Regions from separate parts of the Sus scrofa genome. Here region 1 is linked to region 2. The links are chromatin contacts, called in public HiChIP or PLAC-seq maps. All regions are on one chromosome and are shown on one strand. Each heading gives the region's core, a stretch centred on a gene start, on an enhancer-like site or on the middle of the called end of the contact. The rest is flanking DNA. Distances are from core to core; before and after follow the strand shown.

Region 1 (4,319 bases), core at 240-2,739, 360 kb before region 2:
TATATTCAAAGTACTGAAAGGGAAAAATCTGCAATCTAGGATATTTGACCCAGCAATATTATCATTTAGCATAGAAGAAGAGATAAAGTATATCTCAGACAAACAAAAACTAAAGACTTAAGCAATACTAAACCTACTCTAACAAATATTAAAGGGTCTTCTCTAAATAGAAAAGAAGTAAGAATCTATGGGAAATGGAGGAGCACAATAGGAAAGCCAAATAAATAAAAGGAGTGAGGCTTGACGGTACAGAGATTAAAAAATAAAAAAATTCTGTAAAAGTGAAAAACATAGATCTTTTACAATGCATCTGAACTTGAATGACTCAGTTTAAAGCAAATCCATATGGACATGAGTCAAAAGACTTGAAATCCATGGCAATCACAAATCAAAAACATAATAGATTCATGGAAACTCTAGCATACTACAAGGGAAAAATAATCAAATTGCACAAAGAAAAACAAGAAATGAATAAACTATGAAACAACTATAAAACAAGATTAAAATAACAATAGTTATCAATAATCACTTCAAATGTTAATGGACTAAATGCTACAATTAAAAGAGGAGCGGATTGGATAAAAGAAAACAAATCTTTATGTTGCCTACTAGAGACTCACATTAGGGTGAAAGACACAGATTGAAAGGGAGGGGATGGAAAAAGATACTTCATGCAAATGCATATGACAAGAAAGGGGGCAAGCAATACTTATATCAGACAAAATAGACTTAAAGGACATAAAGAAGGCAAAAAAGATATTTTAATAAAGGAATCAATACAAGAAAAGGATATTATATTTATTAACATACTCATCCAATATAGGAGTACCTAAATACATAAAATACTACCAGACATAAAGGTAAGAATTGACAAAAGTAATACTAGGAGACTTTAAAACCCTACTGATATCAATGGACAGATAATCTGGACAGAAAATCAAGAAGGCAAAGGAGGTCCTAAATGACAAATACACCAGTTAGATTTAATTTACATGTACAGTATACATAATCCAAGAAAAAACAGAATATACACTCTTCTCAAGCATGCATGGAATCTTCTCTAGGACAGACCACAAATTAGGTCACAAAGCATGCTTCAACAAATTTAAGAGGACAAAAAATTATTTCAAGTATCTTTTTTGACCACAATGGCATGAAACTAGAAATCAACCACAGAGAGAAAAATGGGAAAAGAACAAACACATAGAGACTAAACAACATGCTACTAAAAAACCAGCAGGTCAATGATGAAATCAGAACAAGTCAGAAAATACCTAGAGACAAATGAAAGTGAAAACAGAAACTTACAATATGTGGGGATGCTACAAAAGCAGATCTAAGAGGGATGTTCAGAGTGATATAAGCCATTCCTCATGAAATAATATATCTCAAAAAAAAAAAAAAAAAAAAAGGAACCTAGTCAGGAGTTCTCCTGTGACTCAGAAGGTTAAAGGTCCAGCATGCAAATGCTGCTGCTTGAGTCACTCCTGTGGCACAGTGATTCTTGGCCCTGAAACTTCCACATGCTGTGAGTACAGCCAAAAAGGGAAACAAAAGCAAAAACAACAAAAAAATAAACTTAACCTACCACCTAAAAGAATTAGAAAAAGAAGAAAAAACATAACCCAAAGTCAGCAGAAGGAAGAAAATAATAAAGATCAGAGAGGAAATAAGTGAAATAGAGATTAAAAAAAAAAGCAAGAGAGAAATGATCAACAAAGCCAAGTTCTGTTTCTTTAAAAGATTAAAAAAAACAAATCAACATGCTCACCAAGAAGAAAGAGGGCAAAAATGAGAAATGCAAGAGGAGAAATAACACCTAGTACCACAGAAATACAAAAATATGATAACATTATAAACAATTATACATCAACTAATTGGACCATCCAGAATAAATGAATATGTTTCTAGAAACATAGCCTGCCAAAACTAAGTCAAGATAATTGCACGGGAGTTCCCGTCGTAGCACAGTGGTTAACGAATCCGACTAGGAACCATGAGGTTGTGGGTTCGGTCCCTGCCCTTGCTCAGTGGGTTAACGATCCGGCATTGCCGTGAGCTGTGGTGTAGGTTGCAGACACGGCTCGGATCCCGCGTTGCTGTGGCTCTGGCGTAGGCCAGTGGCTACAGCTCCGATTAGACCCCTAGCCTGGGAACCTCCATATGCCATGGGAGTGGCCCAAAGAAATAGCAAAAAGACAAAAAAAAAAAAAAATTATCTGCACAGACTCTTCACTAGAAGTTAATGTAGTAATAATAATAATAAAAACTCCCTGCAAACAAAAGTCCTGGAATGGACAGCTTCAGTGGGAAATTCTACCAAATATACAAAGAGGAACTTACACCTATCCTTCTGAAACTATTCCAAAAACTGACCAAGAGGGAACACCCAAAAATTCATTCTAAGTGGCTATGATTACCCTGATATCAAAACCAAAGATACTACAAAAAAACTTACAGGCCACTATCTTTGATAAATATAGATACACAAACCCACAATGAAAAGTTAACAAAATCCAACAATACAGAGAAAAAGATCATACACCAAGACCAAGTTGGATTCATTCCAGGTTTTCGAGGATGGTTCCACATATATAAATCAATGTTTTACAGCACATTAACAACGTGAAAGACAAAAACTACATGATCATTTCAATAGCTGTGGAAAAAGCATTTGATAAAATTCTACATCCATTTATGATAAAAACTCTCACTAATATGAGTACAGAGGGAGCATATCTTAACATATTAAAAGCCATTCATGACAGATCCACAGCCAATATAATACTAAATGGTAAAAAGCTAAAAGCCCTTCCATTAAAGTCAGGAAGAAGAAAAAGACACCTACTCCCTCCACTCCTATTTAACATAGTATTGGACATCTTAGCCACAATAATCAGACAACAAAAAGAAAAAACATATCCAAATTAGAAGAGAAGAGGTAAAACTGTCACTATTTGCAATGACAATGATAATCTATATAGAAAACCCAAGGTCTCCACACAAAAGCTGTTAGAACTAATACATGATTTCAGCAAGGGAGCAGGATACAAAATTAATAGACATCTATAGCATTCTTTATACAAATAATGAAATATCAGAAAGTAAAAAAAAAAAAAATTGCATTTGTAATCACATGAAAAACAAACCCTAGAAGTAAACTTAGTCAAGGAGGTGAAAATCCTATATGCTGAAAACTATAGAATATTGATAAAGGAAACTGAAGATGATTCAAAGAAATGGAAAGATATTTCATGCTTCTGGATTGGAAAAACTGATATTGTTAAAACAGTCATACTATCCAAAGCAATCCACAGAGTTAATGCAATTCCAATCAAAACACCCAGGACATTATTCATAGCACTGGAACAAATAAAAGTTACATGGAACAACAAAAGACAGAGAATTGCTTCTGCAATTCTGAGGGAAAAGATAAAACCTGGAGGTGTAACCCTCCCAGACTTTAGACATACTAAACAAAGTTACTGTAATCAATATAGCATGTTTTCTGCATAAAAACAGAAATTTAGATCATTAGAACATAATAGAGAGTTCAGAAATAAACCACATGCCTACGGCCAATTAATCTACAACAGAGGAGGTAAGAATATACAATGGAGAACAGTCAGTCTCTTCAACAAGTGGTATTGGGAACACTGGACAGCCACATATAAGTCAATGAAATTAGAACACTCCCTCCCACTATATACAAATCCCCCCTCAAAATCGTTTATAGTCTTAAATAAAATAAGACATGATGCCATAAAACTCCCAGAAGAGAACGTAGGCAAAATATTCTCAGACATAAATTGTAGCAATATTTTCTTAGGTCAATCTCCTAAGAGAGAAAGGAAAAATAAGCAAATGGAATCTAATTAAAGTTAAAAGCTTTTTCACAGCAAAGGAAAGCATTAACAAAATGAAAAGTTAGCCGATGAATGAAAGAAAATATTTGCAAATGATGCAACTAACAAGGCTTTAATATAATAAATATACAGACAGCTCATATAACTCAATATCAAAAAAACAAACTACCCAAAGTATGGGCAGAAGATCTAAAGAGACATTTTTTTTTCCCAAATACATTCTAATGGCCAACAGGCACATGAAAAGATGCTCGACATCACTAATTATTTCAAAACCCCAATGAAGTATAACCTCACATGGGTCAGAATGGCTATCATCAAGTCTGCAAAGAATAAATGCTAGAGAAGGTATGAAAAAAAGGGAACACTTTTACAACTAAGAATGTATATTGGTGCAGCCGCTATGGAGAACAGTATGGGGGTTCTCTAAAAAAGTAAAAGTAGAGCTACCAT
Region 2 (4,343 bases), core at 1,180-3,679:
GAAAGGAAGAGACAGAAGAAGTGACAAAACATGAGGTCTAATCAAGTAGTAGAAGAGAAATCTGGGACAAATGAGATGCCAGGCTGTGTTCTGCCTTAAGGACTGACTGGACAAGTTTAATTTAATGTGCATACCTCCTAGGGCACCTTGTGGGCTATGCTGGGAGAAAAGAGCCCTGACCGTACTTCTTCACCTCTGATTCACATCTTCTTCCCACTTTGCATTTCTGAAATTAGAATGATTCTTACCATCTATGAATACATTTAATGCTGACATTTTCCTTAAAAGTAGTTAATAAATCAGTGGTGAATATTGCAACTAATGGCAGCTTATCATAGAAATAAAGTATCACATATATACTATTACTGTATGGATTTTCCTTTCATACTCATTGCAATTAAGTCAAACAACATGGCAAACATCAATTACATTTAAGTATTAAGCGCACAGTAAATATTATTCATCAAAGACCTGTATTGCTCAAAGGAAATAATAACTGGGAGAATAAATCAACTGCCAGAGCTTTGGGCAGATTAAGGATGTATTCATCAAATGCGTACCAAGTAGCTCTTGTGAGAAAGTCACTATTTTAAGGGATTGAGGGATAGAGAGATGAAGGAGAAAGGAACTATGTCTTGGGGTGGGGCTGGGGGAGGTGAGCTCACAAGCTATTAGGGAAGAAAAGACAGGTATATATGATCTTCACAAGGCAAAGTGTGATTTATCATAAGAGAGATCCTTTAGATGTGCTTTGGATGTTCTGGGGAGGTGATGCTCCTGTCTGCTTGGGGATATGGGGCAAGGCTTCGTGAAGGATGTAGTATTTAAGTTGGACCTGGGAGAATGGAAGGGCTTTCTAGATAGAGATGGAGTAGGTAAATCCAGGTGAACCAAGGGTAATGAACAAAGGTTAAGATGGAAAGAGGTATGCATATTCAGGGAACACAGAGCAGTCCAGTTTGTCTCAGTATCCTCATCTAAATATTACACCATTCTCATTGCTTTATGAGATTAAACCTTTAACACATTGCCTAGCTCTTACTATGACTACATTCTCAGGAAATATTTGTAGAATTAAATAGAAGGAGACCAAGTAGTCTAGTCATAGATCTACCACTAAATTACTCTGTCTTTTTGGCAAATTTAAATTTTCCAGGTCTTATTTTTCCTTATCTAAAAATAAAGGAAGTTAATGAGATGGCTCTGAGGGTCCTTGCAGTCTAACCTTGTGTAAATTCAGCTAGTATCTTCTTATAACTTCAAGAATATATATAGCTTCAGTTCTATGTACTGTTGATTCTATTCTATTCTAACAAACACTATGGATTTACCAAACAGGAATGTACTGCTTTTTCTCTTGTGCTTACTACCTTTTGCTGTATCTGTTTTGCTTTATTATTTTAATTCAATAAAATTAAGATATAGTTACTGATGCCCACTGCTAGTCAGGCTCTGTGCTAGGCTTTGGTCACATAGAAATGTTTGATATTCTGTCTGATATACTATCCTTCCCTTTATTACATTTGAATCTCAAAGAAATTGAGATATCATGTCTGTTTTGGAAAATGTAAGTAGATAGGAATAGAAGGAAAATAGAGATTCCTGACATTCTAAGAAGTTGCCTTATTGCTCTTCTGAACTGCCTTCTGGCACACACCCATGTCCCCCGACCCAACACACACCCACACTCATGTACATTCCTAGACTCTGAAAACAAAAACAAGTAAGGGAGGAGCATTCCATTAAGTTGCTCCCTGGTGGCCCTTCTCTGTTGATTCTCTTATTATTGTTAAAGGAAAGTCCCTTACAGGTAGTGGGGCCAATTTGGGCAGCTCTGGGTGGTGAGCAGATTGGAGGGGTGTCTGCTTAGGGAATTTCAATGTGAAAACTCTTCCTTGGAGCTCTTCCATTTGGATGTGGCCTGTTTAACACATTTATCCACTCAGTTGGGAATATTTGGGGCCTCTCTAGTAGATGATATTTGAACTGAGATTTGGGGTGGGGGGGCAGAGCCAGAGAGAGAGACAGAAAGATAGAGAGACAGTTACAGAGAGAACAAGACAAATGAAGATCAATGGGGGGGAGAAGGGGGGAACAGTGTTAGAGGGAAGAACCCTGGGGAGAAATTGCATTCTGTTGAAGGGTTAGAAGGAAGGCCAGTATAATCAGGATGTGGTTTGATATGATGTCATAGGATCTACTAGAACATACACAACCTCAAAAGACAGGCTAAAAATTTGGATTTCATTCAGGGGCCCAAGGGAAATTACCTACCTCTCAAGAAAGTATTTGGTTGTTCCAAGTATTACGCAAAATTCCAGTCTTAAACAGGTTTCTTGCTTTCTAAGAAGTTAGTTTCTAAAGCCCCGAAGCCCTTCCCAGCTCTGTGGGGTGGCTCTGACCATGCCTATTGAGCAACTTTAGTAAAAGCTGAAGCCTGAGGGTGACACAGGGTGTGAGTTAGGGGAAGAGGAAGGAACCCTGTCACTTGTTTACCCTGAATTTTGATAAAAGATTTGGATTTTGAAATGGAACAGTGTGTATATGATAGGGAGGGTGGAGTAATAAATAACAAATGAGAACTGAATTAGACAGTTGAGAACTGAACTGCCACTTGAGAAATACATATTTCAATGCCCTTGGTTTCTGTAAAAATGGGTGGCCTGTGATTGTTATTCTCCTTTTTTGTACTGTTTTGTGGAGACTTCAGCAGTCCTTTCTGAGGAGGAATTTTACTTGGCTGGAAGAAAAAGATAAAGAAATATGAAAGAATTACCTTTAAAAGTCTCATTAAGCAAAAATAAAACCTTAGCCTATAAGCAAGTGCCAAACATTCAGTTGATAAACCAGTAATCCTCATTAGCAAATATAAACCGTATGAGGACTTAGAAAATCATGCTACTATCAACAAAACGTAACTGGCTTTTAAAACTTCTCTGTGAGTTATTAATATTTAAAAAGTTGGCAAACTAATATAAGAATGCATGCTTATTTAAAAAGGCTAAAACCATTGATAGAACACATTTCGAAAGTCTTCCTTCACAACCCTCCACACTTACTCCCTCAACTCCTTCTCCAGAGGTAACCACTCTTAATAGATTAGCATATACAGTTCTTACCCAACTTACAATGGGGTATATCCTGATAGATCCATTATAAGTTGAAAATATTTTAGGCCAAACATGCATTTGTTATATCTAACCTACAGGACATCGTAGCTGAGCCCAGCCTACGTTAACCATGCTCAGAACACTTACATTAGCCTACAGCTGGGCAAAATTGTCTTATGTGAAGCCTATTTTATAAAAAGAGATGAGGCGTTCCAGTTGTGGCGCAGTGGTTAATGAATCCGACTAGGAACCATGAGGTTGCAGGTTCGATCCCTGGCTTTGCTCAGTGGGTTGAGGATCTGGCATTGCTGTGAGCTGTGGTGCTACAGCTCTGATTCGACCCCTAGCCTGGGAACCTCCATATGCCATGGGAAGTGGCCCTAGAAAAGGCAAAAAGACAAAAAATAAATAAAAATTAAAAAGAGATGAATACCTCATGTAAATTATTAAGTAATGCACTGAAAGTGAAAAACAGAATGGTTGTATGGGTACAGAATGGTGAAATGTATGGGGTGTTTACCCTTGTGATCATGTGACTGCCTGGGAGCTATGGCTTGCTGCCCTGCCCAGCACCATGAGAAAGTATACTTCTAGCCTGAAAAAGGCCACAATTCGCAATTCAAAGTATGGTTTCTACTGAATGCTACTGCTTTCACCATAACGTCAAAAAGATCCTAAGTCGGACCATCATAAATGGGGGACTATCCATATACGCATGGTATTTTCTATGTTGATATGTTAGTGTACATGTACATTTGTGATCTTTCTTTAAGAAAAAAGGAATAAATGGGATTATGTTATGCACTTTGTTCCTCTATCTTTTCCCTTTGTCTTAAAGAACTTTATGCATATAAATGTTTATTTTATACTCTTTAATGGCTGCAGAGTATTCTAGGTGAATTAAATTATCGTAACTTAGATGCTTCTCAATTGCTATACATTTAAAACTCCACTTTTTTACAATTATAAACAATGCTGCTAGAATTGTTCCTGTTTTCTGCACTCGTAATAGTACTTTTGTAAGGTGAATTCTTAAAGGTAGAATTCCTGGTGTGCATGTTTTAAATTTCAATACTGTTAAATCACCCTACTAATTAAGCTTTATTTATATTCCTACAAAGTGTTAAGAGCCTATTTACTTGTAACTTTGCCAGTACTGGGTATCACCAGTTTTTGGATTTTGTTCATTTTTGGTGGGCAAAAATCAGTATCTAGCTGTTATTAAAGGTTTAC

The links. HiChIP or PLAC-seq counts read pairs in DNA pulled down with a chosen protein or histone mark.
Region 1: an H3K27ac HiChIP or PLAC-seq map of alveolar macrophages shows a contact between it and region 2. The contact joins two enhancer-like sites. A contact is called at or near these places in 2 of 2 datasets of contacts at active chromatin or transcription factors (alveolar macrophages and skeletal muscle).

What each region holds. Positions count from the first base shown.
Region 1 is chr15:64,741,586-64,745,904 of Sscrofa11.1, reverse strand. The region is part of intron 1 of LOC102166560 (a long non-coding RNA gene); the gene reads right to left. Among named protein-coding and RNA genes, the nearest start is that of ACVR1, 150 kb to the left of the region's middle. Within about 2 kb of position 1,489, at least 4 of the 83 cell types and tissues checked have an H3K27ac peak or open chromatin away from gene starts, as enhancers often do. A contact at or near this core is called in alveolar macrophages, where this site is marked.
Region 2 is chr15:64,387,032-64,391,374 of Sscrofa11.1, reverse strand. All of the region lies in intron 2 of CYTIP (cytohesin-interacting protein), which reads left to right. Among named protein-coding and RNA genes, the nearest start is that of CYTIP, 32 kb to the left of the region's middle. Within about 2 kb of position 2,429, at least 15 of the 83 cell types and tissues checked have an H3K27ac peak or open chromatin away from gene starts, as enhancers often do. A contact at or near this core is called in alveolar macrophages, where this site is marked.